Linked DNA regions of Zea mays: regions 1 and 2 are each linked to region 3. Evidence: chromatin contacts called from public Hi-C data. All regions are on one chromosome and are shown on one strand. The core of a region is the stretch at or near the end of the contact, and the rest is flanking DNA. Distances in the headings are between cores, read along the strand shown.

Region 1 (3,670 bases), core at 857-3,356, 510 kb after region 3:
CTCTCCCCTCATGCCTCCACCTCCGCGCCACCCCATTCTCGGTAGAGGGCGTAGGAGCATGCGCCTCCTCCCCGTATTCGTCCGACACCAGCCCTGACACCGACTCGCGCAGTGGCTATTGCACATCCACGAGGACATTTCACATCATGCGCGCACCTTCGTTTTCGCCGTCGTCGGACATCCCGTTCATCTTCCTGGCCTTTGCCCTGTTCTTCCTCCCCAACCTGTTGCCCCCACCCACGGTCGCAGTCGCGAGTCGGTCATGCTCCTTGCCTTTTTCGTGTGTGTCGTCGAGGAGGACATGGTGGTGCCTGCCACACTTAGGTTATCTTGGCGATGAGGGTCTAGGTCTGAGATATTGGACAACCAAGGCCCGTAGCGTGCCAGCAGTTGGCATATGCTACATAGTTGGTGGTGGTGTTGTGTCGCTTCGGCGGGTCCAAGGTTGGGAAAAACACTCGCATTCTCTCGCCCTCCTCGGATTGACGCCTGGTGCGGGTGCCTCTCGGTTTGGAGTTGCTCCGGCTAGGCTTCTTTCTCGGCTTGCATGCTCTCTCCTTATATATCTAGCGGTATGCTACCTATGTCGCCTCCAGATGCCCAGGTCTGAGATATTGGACAACCAAGACCCGTAGCGTGCCAACAATCGTCATATGCTACAGAGTTGGTGGTGGTGTTGTGTCGCTTCGGCGGGTCCAGGGTTGGGAAAAACACTCACATTCTCTCGCCCTCCTTGGATTGACGCCTGGTGCAGGTGCCTCTCGGTTTGGAGTTGCTCCGGCTAGGCTTCTTTCTCCGCTTGCATGCTCTCTCCTTATATATCTAGCCGTATGCTACCTATGTCGCCTCCAGATGCCCAGGTATTTGTTGTGTCCTTCTCCGGCAACGAACAAGTATGTCTGCCTCTTCCCTTCCCCTCCTACTCTACGAAACCATGAAAGTGATGGAGGCGAGGGATGAGAGTCTCTGATTTGCTACCTATGGGACCCGTGCATTTATAAAAATTATTATGGGAAGAGCAGAGACAATTAATAAAAAATCTTGAAATCTTTTTGGTGGATAATTTACGTGAGTATTATTGTGAGCCGTCGCAACGTACGGGTAACCGACTAGTATAAGTAAATGCATGGGTAATCAATCCATCATGGGGCCGGAGCACAGTAATATCCGGTTTTATTTGCAATTTCCCACCCCCTAATCATCCTGTACAGTATGAATCCATGTCTCTGCACTTTTGGGCCGGACAAGGCGGGGGGGGGGGGGGGGGGGGGCAACTGAACTGATGGTAGTGCAAGCTTTTGAGATGAGAAAAAATGGTGGTGGTGGTGGCAGGTTTGTTCTAGTAAGACTAGCTTGGAATGGGAGAGGAAAATGGGGAAACGAAGGGTAGGGCCTAGGCCTTGCCGATGGTGCGGCACAGGCAGGCATGATGATGGTTGGTACCGACGGCAGGGCATGAGTATCCGTTTGTGTGGTTGGAGCGACGATCAATGTTGGAGATTATGGGATGGATAACAATTAGATTATATATGTTGTGTAGTGGTTCAGCTTAATCATATGCATGATGCATGGGGGTTTGCTCCTAGCTAGCCAGGTCATCAGGCGGGGGTGTTTGGTTACACCCCGCTAAAATTTAGCCCCTGTCCCATCAAATGTTTGAACCTCCGTTCCAGGTATTAAATGTAGTCGGATTATAAAACTAATTTGTCAGCCGAAGATTAAAAGACGAGACGAATCTAGTCCAGATGGTTGGGTCTATATTTCATACTCCTATTTAAAAGTCAAACGCTTGATGTGACCCGAGCTAAACTTTAGCAGGAGCAACCAAACACCTCAAAAGCTAGTCGATCGAATAGTCCAAGTCCCATCCATGCTGTGCCGCTGATTGACGTGCTCGATCGGGCTCGGCTCTAGGCCTACTCTAGCTAGCTGCAGCCTGCAAAGGGAGAGACCATTATATAGGGGCTGATTGGTTACCTGTTTGCGCTCGTGCAGGGCCCATCGGATACAGTTTTTGACAGTGCCGTGTGTTTGGTTGCTTGAACAAATGTTTGAGCCAGGTCACGCTCGTGCAAAATAACCATCTCATCCAGGCCCATCACAAACGGCCAAAATCTCCGTTTCTCCAGAGCCAGGCTCCACTCGCTCCCTGTCCTCGCAGCTCAGAGCACGCGCAGGCCCCTTCCCTGTGTCCTGGCGTGGAGCTCGCGCAGCCGCCTCGCCTCGCCTGGAGCTCGCGCAGCCGCCTCGCCTGGATCTCGCGCTAGGGTTGGAGCCAGGGTCCTCACAGCCGCCTCTATCCTCGCCTGGAGCTCGCGCTAGGGTTCCTCTCGCAGCCGCCGCTGTTGAGGTCAGACTCTGCCTTCTCCTCTCACCCTCAAGCTCTCCCTCTCCCGTCTCCTCTCCCCGCTCCGAACACTGGGCCGGTCGATCGTCCGCCGCACCCCCTTGCGGTCACGGTTCTCTTCTTCTCTGTCTCTCGCGCACAGATCTCACTCTCCGACGCTAGATGCACTTGCTCCTGGTACTACCGGGTAACGAGGTTTGGCATTGTGGTCGGAGGCGGCCATGCCGGATGCGAGGCCGCCCTTGCTTCGTCTCGCCTCGGCGCGCGCACCCTGCTTTTACGCTCAACATTGACCGGATTGCGTGGCAGGTCTGCGCTGAGCTAGCTTTGCCCCGATGGTAGATATTCTAGTCAGGTTCATTACTGAAATTACTTGAACATTGACTCCTGATGCTAGATAATAAAAATCATGTCCCTTATATGAAGAATTGATCCATCAAACCCTGCAGTGTAGAAATTTAGCAATGTGAACTCTTACCTGTGATAACATTTTTGTAGGGCACAAATTCTGTTCCAAGGTATGAATGTACGATAGAAACTGAAGAGATGATTTTTGATTAGTATGTTGCATATCTTAGTATGCTATAGCCTATAACTATAAGGAAACATTCTTTGTTAATGAATTCCATTTAAATTTTAGTATTAGAAGTGTAGTTCTGCTTCAACTCATCTACCCTACCCAGCCTTGTAACCCTGCTGTTGGTGGCCCTGCAAAGTCTCAACTTGTCCATGAGGTAGATGCCTTTGGTGGTGAAATTGGAAAAAATACCGATAGGTACGAGTTCAAACGTCTTGTTGCCTGGAGAATGAGTTTCTCTGAGTGCAAATGGCTGAGAGTCCATATTTTGATTGCTAGTTAATCAACAAAGATATCTTAGCATACTGATTGCATCTTCTTCTGATAGGTGCTACTTGCAAAAGCGTGTACTGAACAGCTCAAAAGGCCCTGTTGTACGTGCACTGCGTGCTCAGACTGATAAGAGAGAGTATGCAATAGAGATGAAGAACAGTGTGGAAAGGTCAGTGTATACTAAGTTGCTAACTTTACTTGGATTTGTAATCTTGTCTGGCACCTCCATAAGTGGTTAGTGCTACATAATTTCTGAATATGTTTCGTTTAGCTGACCTCATTTAAGTTATGTTAATTTGATCATCATTTCAGAGCTTCTTAGGTTGTACTCACAAAATTGTGATCTTTGGCTTAAACTATATCAAACATGACACCTTCTCAAAATTTGGCACCAGATATTGTTGTTACTGTATTAAGACCATGGTTCTGCATGACTAGTCTTAATTTCGACTACACGGCGTTGTATTCTCCCA
Region 2 (4,042 bases), core at 97-2,596, 420 kb after region 3:
CTAATTGGTAATTTTCTAACCTTGAGAGTTAACGTTTGTTAGTGAAATAGTAAATGGGGTAATTTTTGCTTTTGATTTTTCTATGATGAATGTGGCAAATATCTAGGCTTGAAAATTAGCATACTAATACTAAGATAGTAGGAGGGGGGGTGTAGAGCAGCGTGTCTGGTGAAGCTGAATCTGTTCTGTAAAACCTTTGGCAACAAAGCCAACAGCCACTGTACCGGCAGCGACAGTTTATGTTAAATTTGTGAGGAGAAGCCATATTTGAGCAGCCCTGGCTTCTCTATATACAGTCCTGTTTGGCATGGCTTCTCCACCAGCTTCAAAGAGTCGTTTTGGAGCCGTTTTGTGCAAAAACGGATAAAAATGGAATGGTTTCATATCTAGGGAGCTCCTTAAAATCTACTCTTGTAGAAGTTTGGGACGGGATGGAGAAAACATACAATAATAATTCCGGATTTGCCAAAGCCAGAGAGAGACCAGATCTAATTTCATCGATAGAGCTGAAGTAAAAAAAAAAATTAAAATCATGGGGTGAAGTGAAGTGGTGCCAAATAGAAATACGTAGCAAATAGAATCTCTCATTCCTAAAATGGTTGTTTGGTAAAGCTCTTCGCAAGCCTAGAGAAGGCAAATCCGGAGCTGAAACGTGGCATTACCAAAACCTGCCACTATGGTCCAACCGACTTGAGCAGCAAGGCAAGGGCTTTCGGCCGTCCAAACCGGGACGGAAAAGGGTGCCGTCCGTCCGGCGAGGTCAAGCAGGCTCGCCACGCCCTCCTGCGTTGCCTGGTCCGGCAGCAGCGCGGAGCAGGCGTGTGATAGTGGGGGCCAGGGAAAGGGAAAGGGAAGGGAACCCCAACAGTTGATTAATGGCGGCGTACTTAAACCAAGTATTTAAATCCATCCACCACATCGATTAATTAATGGCCCCTCCTCCTTGCGAATAACGCATCTGCTGGGCTGCTGTTACGGCAGACGCCGATGCTGCGATTTCGAATTTCAAATTGGATGGATGGATCGATGGATGGATTCTTACTCTTTTTTATATATAGCCTTTCTGTTTCTGCCCGCGTGAGGATGTATATAGTAAAGATGAGGATTTGTTTGGTTTTGAAGAGTTGGGCTTGGTATGCTATGCAACGACGAGCTAGACCTGGCGACCTGCAACTGCAAGGAAGGGAAAGGGGGAGGGAGGGGATAAGAACGCCGACCCCTGCCTTGTTTGTGCCGCAGCCAGCGAGCGCGCAGACAGCGACCCCGTTGCTATTCCGATTCCCACCTCTCGACCCAAGTCCGCAGGCCGCGGGCATATAAAGCCCATCCACTAGCCCATTTCCCCTCTGCTTGCTTCGCTTCACCTGCCCCCTGCCCACATTTTCCTTCCTTCCCTCCCGTCGCCGCCTGAAACCGCGACAGCAAGGGTCGTAGGAGCAAGGACGACGACGAGAAGGCTCGGTTCGGCTCTTCCCAGTCTCTCCGAGGGAGGAAGGAGAGGATCGGAGGGTGCGATGGCGATCGACCACGAGTCCCCGTTCAAGGAGCTCCGCCTCAAGAACCGCAGGATCATGGTGAGTCACCTGGCCGGAGCCGCTCGTCCATCGCCTTCCTATATATCCTTTTGTAGCCCCGAGCCCTGCCATTCTCGATTTCTCTTCTTGCCGGCCAAGAAAAGAACGTTTTTTTTTTTTTTTTGCTCCTTTCCGTTACTGTTGGCGACGAACGCTTACTTACGTGCAGCAATGGCGGCGGCCATGCCTTAGATTCAACGACTGTTTTTGTCCACCGCCTCCCTCGACCCTTTCTTTGGGATCTCCGCATTGCCTTGGCGTCTCGTTCTGATTGTCTCCCGTGCCGCCGTTCCCCGAGCAATAATTTTTTAAAACTTTTTTTTTTTTGAGCGCAAGCAACCGAATCTCTCTCTCTTGCAGACTACTATTCCATCTTGTTTGTTTGCCGATCTATCTGTGTGACGGAGCTTTTCTTGGCAAACAGCCAATTCAAATGCTTCGCCATCGAGCAAAGCGAGTCAACTGACGGAAACATGGTTGTCCGTGCAGGGCGGCGGCGGCCCTGACCCTGAGCCGGAGGAGGAGGAGGAGGTCGCCACGGCGGCGTACGCGGGGCAGTGGCCGCGCTGGCTGCAGCCGCTGCTTTCGGCGCGCTTCTTCGCGCACTGCAGGACGCACGGCGACTCGCACCGCAGCGGCGAGTGCAACATGTTCTGCCTGGACTGCTCCGCCGCGGGCGCGGGCGCGGGCGCGCGCGCCCTGTGCTCGCTGTGCCTGGCGCAGGCCCACCGCGACCACCACACCATCCAGATCCGGCGCTCCTCCTACCACGACGTCATCCGGGTGTCCGACATCCAGCGCTTCATGGACATCGCCGGGGTGCAGACCTACGTCATCAACAGCGCCCGCGTCGTCTTCCTCAACGAGCGGCCCCAGCAGCAGAGGCCTGGATGCAAGGCCGCGTCGGCGTCCGCCAACCTCTGCGAGGTGTGCGCCCGCAGCCTCCTCGACAACTTCCGCTTCTGCTCCCTCGGATGCAAGGTCGTGGGCTGCTCCCCCGACGCCGCCAAGGCCAGGAGCTGGCTCCTCCGGCCCGCCGTCGGCGGCAGCGGCGACGGCGACTCCACGTCCTCCTCGCCGCTGCGCGACGCCCAGAAGAGGCAGAGCTTCACCCCGCCCACGCCGCAGCCGGCGAAGCGCCGCAAGGGCATCCCGCACCGCGCGCCGTTCGGCAGCTTCATCGTCGAGTACTAGCTCCCTCTCTCTCCGTCTCCACGGCGGCGGCGGCGGCTGCATTGGCAGTGGCACTACACAGCACACGCGCGGTAAAGCAGGGAAAAAATATATATACTCTTGAATGAACCAACGGAATTGAGCAGCACAGAGTGAGTCAGTGAATTCAGGTCATGTCTGAATCAATCCGCCATTACAGGGCAATGGGACTGGGACGGCCACCACTTCCTTTTGCCGTGACACACTCTGGCTGGCTGGCTGGTGGTGCTTCTCGAGGTGGATGCCATTCGGTCGCTGCTGGCTTTGCTTTCCACAAAGGGAGGGGAGGAAAGAAAGGTTGAGGAAGAATCAAAACACTGGCTTTTCATCACTGTTGCTAGGCTCTCTGATATAGAAATATATATGTACATTTTTAGCCTTGTCCTGTTTCAAATCATCATAGTGGAGCATTATAGCTAGCTAGCTTTTTTTACTAGATTATTCGTCTGAAGAAAAGAAACCATGGTTCAGGAGATGACCAGCTAGTGCAAGGTACTTACTTTATACTAGTAATAAGCTATGGTGGTGGGTGATGATGGCTGATGGATGCCGAACCACATTGTTGGCACTTGATGATTAGTGTGCCAAGAAGAGGAAGCAAGGAAATGCCGTCACGTTACTGCCCGGGCAAGGTTGCGTTGATGCAAAGCCACTCTGAATGCGACTGGCCGGCATCGCTAAACGCCCTGATTATTATTCTTGTTCATTCTAATCTAATCCTGGGCCATTGAACCGGGCCAGTTTGGTGCTGACGTGACGCTGAGGCCCGCGCAGCGCCAGCGTCCGTCGGCGACGACGTACGTACGTCATGGGTGAAGCCATCCTCAACAGCCTGCTTGCCTTTTGTTTAGCGATAGCGCCTTCAGCTTAGGCCAAAGAGAGGGGCCAGCAGGACCTAACTAACCTACTGCGTCATGATTGAAGCGAGACGTACGGAGGGGAACCAAACGAGTGGGGGGGGGGGGGGGGGGGGGTTGGCTGGCGGCTGGCGGCTGGCGGCTTTGTGGTTAACGCCATGACTGAAAACGACATGGAACGGAAGCATCTACTAGTCTAGTAGTACGTGGAGGAGGAGAAAGACGAGGGCGCGGCATCGGAGATTCGGAGCAGAAGCAGCAGCAGCTGAAACATAGGCCGCCGCACGCTCACATCACGCAGATTCTTTCTGGCTTCCTTCCACGCGATCACAGCTTTGGGTCGAGGGGATGCTATTCCCACTGCAACGGCAGTGTCATTGGAAAGAAAAATGGCGGAAA
Region 3 (3,527 bases), core at 437-2,936:
CCGCCCGCGCTTTCGCGGCCGCTTCTCCGCCTCCGGTGGCGGCGCCACCACGCGGCTGCTCTCCACCTCGCGCACAGACGCGTCCAGGTCCGAGTGGTCGGACTCCGACTTGGCCGGCGCGCCCGTGCCCGTCGACGGCCGCGTAGTCGGCGCCGACGAGAAGGACAGCATGCCCTCGTTCGCCGTCGCCGCCGGGTGGTGGTTGGTGTTGCTCGCCCGGGAGGTGGCCTCCATTGAGCGCTTGTTGTTGTTCTTCGCGTCGTTCGCCGCGGCGGCCGTCATGGTCGCCGTGTGCTGCGAGAAGAGGCTCCCGGGAGCGGTGGTGAGGCTGGCGGTGGCGGCGGGAGGTACCGGCGACGGGTTCCTCCGGGCGTTGCTGTCGGCGCCGAAGCTGAGGATCTCGCCGGACTCGGGCTTGAAGAACGGCGGGGTCGCCGCCAAGGAAGGAGTGGACGCGAAGTCCGAGAAATTGAGCTCCCGGCGGAACGGGCCCTGGTGCGCCTGATTCTGGTGCTGGTGCTGCCGCTGCTGTGGAGCAGCCGGCGCCGGCGGGGGTGGCGGCGCGTGCACGGAGGGGCTGGGGTTCTCCGTGAGCGTGCTCGTGCTCCCGTTCTCAAAATGGATCTGCGGCGGATGCGGCGGAGGCTTGGAGACGGAGATCTCGGCCGACGGGTGCGACAAGGAATCCTTGATGTCCATGACCGGCGCGTCGGCGAGCCATAGCATGGACGGGTCCGTCTCCGCGTGGTCGGCTCCGGCGGCGGGCTGCTGCGACGACGGCGCCTGAGGCTGCACGGGCGGCCACGAGCCACCCCCTGCTCCGCCCCCAAAGAGCGAGCGGATCTTAGCCATGCTCTCGGCGGTCTTGAACACGACGTCGGTGGAGCCGAGCTCGAGCACCCCGGTGCCGACGGGGAAGCAGACCATGGTGCGGAGGCCGAAGTTGTAGGCCTGACGCGCGCGCTCGCACGGCGCGGAGGAGAGGCCAGAGGCGATCCATGTGGGCTGCCCGGCGAAGAGCGCCTGCCCGGGGAGGCCCGAACCGTTGAGAAACGACTGCGTCATGGAGACGAGGAAGAACCACTCGGTATCGGTGACCTCCTCCTCGACGGCCTCGTCGGGAGCCGCCGCCGCGCCGGAGATGAGGGAGTTGAGCTCGCGGAGCACGCGCTTGCGGTGCTCCTGCTCGGCCTGGGCGGAGGGCGTGAGCGGCTTCTGCTTGCGCTTGTCTTCGTCGCAGCCCTTGTAGTAGCCGTCCCCCCAGCCGAGCAGCGAGGCGCCGGTGGCGGAGTCAAGGGAGGACTGCCAGAAGATGGCGTAGGTCCAGGTCTCCCTCGACCCCTCTATCATGGCTTGTAGCCTCTGCTGCAGCGTGTCCTGGTTGAACCCGGGAGCCGTCGCCGCTGGCATCTGCGGCGGCGGCGGCGACGCCGCGGCGGCCGACGAGTTGCCGCCCCCGGCCGGCGCTCCCCAGGGGAAGGTGGGGAGGTCGGCAGAAGCCATGAAGGCCTCCATCATGGAGGCGTTGTCGTCCGTCCACAGGTTCATGGGGGAGGGCAAGGTGCAGTAGACCCGACGGAAAGAGGAGGAGAAATGGTGGGTGGAGACTGGGAGAGAGAGAGGGCGAAGGGGAAAGCGAAGGAAATGGTTCAGAATGCGGATTCCGTGGGATTATGGCGCAAACCCGAAAACGCCCGAGCCAAGGATGGGCGCTTGTCTCGCTTCTTGTCCGGCTGGGCGAGGGCAAATACGGGAACATGTCGTCGCCCGGGGTCAGGGCGGGACCAGGTAAAACGGGTAATCCCTCAGGTTGATTTAGGAGGGCAAACCTACATTCCAGGGCCAGGTTTGTGTAACCGCCGGGTTCCTAGCCCGCCTCCTACGAAATGGGCCCGGTTGTCAGTCAGATATCATGGTGTATAGGCCATAGGAATTAGGAGACATTTTCGTGGTTATTAAGGTTGCATACTTTGCTAAATCTCACGTGGGACTCGATAGGAGATCAAGCCCGCCTAGTGAGCTAGTCGAAGATATAGAACCTATTTGTTTTAACTTATAATACATCTGGAACTCTATATTATACTCTCTCTCTATTTTAAATTAAAATTCATTTACATAATTAATGAATGCATACAATACACATAGTATTTAATTTATATGTTATATATGTATATATATATATATATATTCATCATCCATTTAAATATAGATATAAAAACAAGAGCTAAAACGACTACTGTTTTGAGACAGAGAAAGTATAATTTAACTTAAATAATCTAGATGGGAAATAAACAGACACGTTATTGAACCTGATTTTATATAATCTAGAGGTTAATCCTATACATATGCTTACTTTAGCTTATTCGGTAAAAAGACCCACTATCGTGATAACTTGAGGAGGAATTACCTACCATTGCCACACCTTACACACACAAAATGTTTCATCTATTTTTCATTGCTCCCACTACGCAGCACATGAATAAAAGCAATATCTATACTACCTATTAAGACTCTAAGGGGTAGGCTGCCCCTGACATGTTCTGCCTTCCAGCGATCTGGACCGTCCAATACGCCATAAAGTCCCTCTGTCGTCCGATGTGTGCGCCCTCTTCCCCGACGCACACCTGCTCGCGATTCCTGTTTTGCCTCCCCTATTCGGATCCAAAACCCTAAGCGGCGGCGGCGCGGCGCCCGCAGCCTGGATCCCAAGTCCCGCTCCCCCTGTCAAGCAATCGTTCCTCCACTATGCTTACCTATCCCACGCCGCGTCGGCCTGCTTGTCCGCCCTCCCGCTCCCCCGGGGACCGTTGGTCGTCGCTTTCCAGGGGCCTCGACGTGCCCAACCTGACGAAGTGATGCGGGAGGTTCGTCTCCACCACGCCCTGCCCCAGGCGCTTCGACCTCCGCCTTCACATCCATCGCGAGCATGAGGCGGGCAAGACGGAGTCGTCGTCGAGCTCACCGTGCACAGCCGTTGTCGCAATTCTGAGATGTTTCGTATCCCCAACCAAAAGCCTTTGCCGCCGCGAGACCTGTTCGTGCTTCGCTCCTCCTCATCCTCTCCTCCGCACGAGCGTCACACAGCAACCGCTCCCTCTCCAGCAACGCCCCTGCCCTTCCTCGGTCCTCGCACGTGTTTGGATCTCCTCGCCTCACACGCTACACCTTCTCTCACACGCAGCCGCCGCACCGTCGACCCCAACCATTGCCGCACGGAGGTCCGCCTTGGGCCTCCACGATGCTCCCTACATGCAGTGGAGGGGCGCCAACTTCCTTGCCACGGGGGAGCACAACGGACACGGTGGAGGGCGCCCCAGTCTACGCCCGGCGGCCGGACCACGGAGGAAGGCAGCCAATGACACAGTGGTGAGCTGCAGCTTGTTCCCCTCCTATTGTTCGCTCCATCTATTTCTCAAGTTTTCCGAAATCCCTAACCCTAAATTTCCTCTCTATCTATGCAATCTCGGTCCCGGTCATCGGACCACAGAGGAACGACCAGGAGCTCGGCAACCCGGTCCCCAAGATGC

What was found. Hi-C and Micro-C count contacts between places; a contact is called where the count stands out from the background.
Region 1: a Hi-C map of tassel shows a contact between it and region 3, with 2.4 times the contacts expected there. The contact joins the promoter of LOC111274019 here to the promoter of LOC541694 in region 3. A contact is called at or near these places in 3 of 25 Hi-C or Micro-C datasets (bundle sheath, leaf and tassel).
Region 2: a contact with region 3 is called in a Hi-C map of endosperm, with 3 times the contacts expected there. The contact joins the promoter of LOC100216682 here to the promoter of LOC541694 in region 3. A contact is called at or near these places in 4 of 25 Hi-C or Micro-C datasets (ear, endosperm, leaf and 1 more).

Annotation. Positions count from the first base shown.
Region 1 is chr1:100,270,472-100,274,141 of Zm-B73-REFERENCE-NAM-5.0, forward strand. It overlaps LOC111274019, which reads left to right and starts at 2,107. Exons shown (of 2, transcript NM_001357142.1): 1 at 2,107-2,350; 2 at 3,253-3,670.
Region 2 is chr1:100,181,671-100,185,712 of Zm-B73-REFERENCE-NAM-5.0, forward strand. It overlaps LOC100216682, which reads left to right and starts at 1,347. Exons shown (of 2, transcript NM_001366966.2): 1 at 1,347-1,574; 2 at 2,064-3,410. The coding sequence starts at 1,515. The coding sequence ends at 2,768.
Region 3 is chr1:99,765,435-99,768,961 of Zm-B73-REFERENCE-NAM-5.0, forward strand. LOC541694 (myc transcription factor 7) reads right to left here and starts at 1,687. Exons shown (of 1, transcript NM_001348556.1): 1 at 1-1,687. The coding sequence starts at 1,548.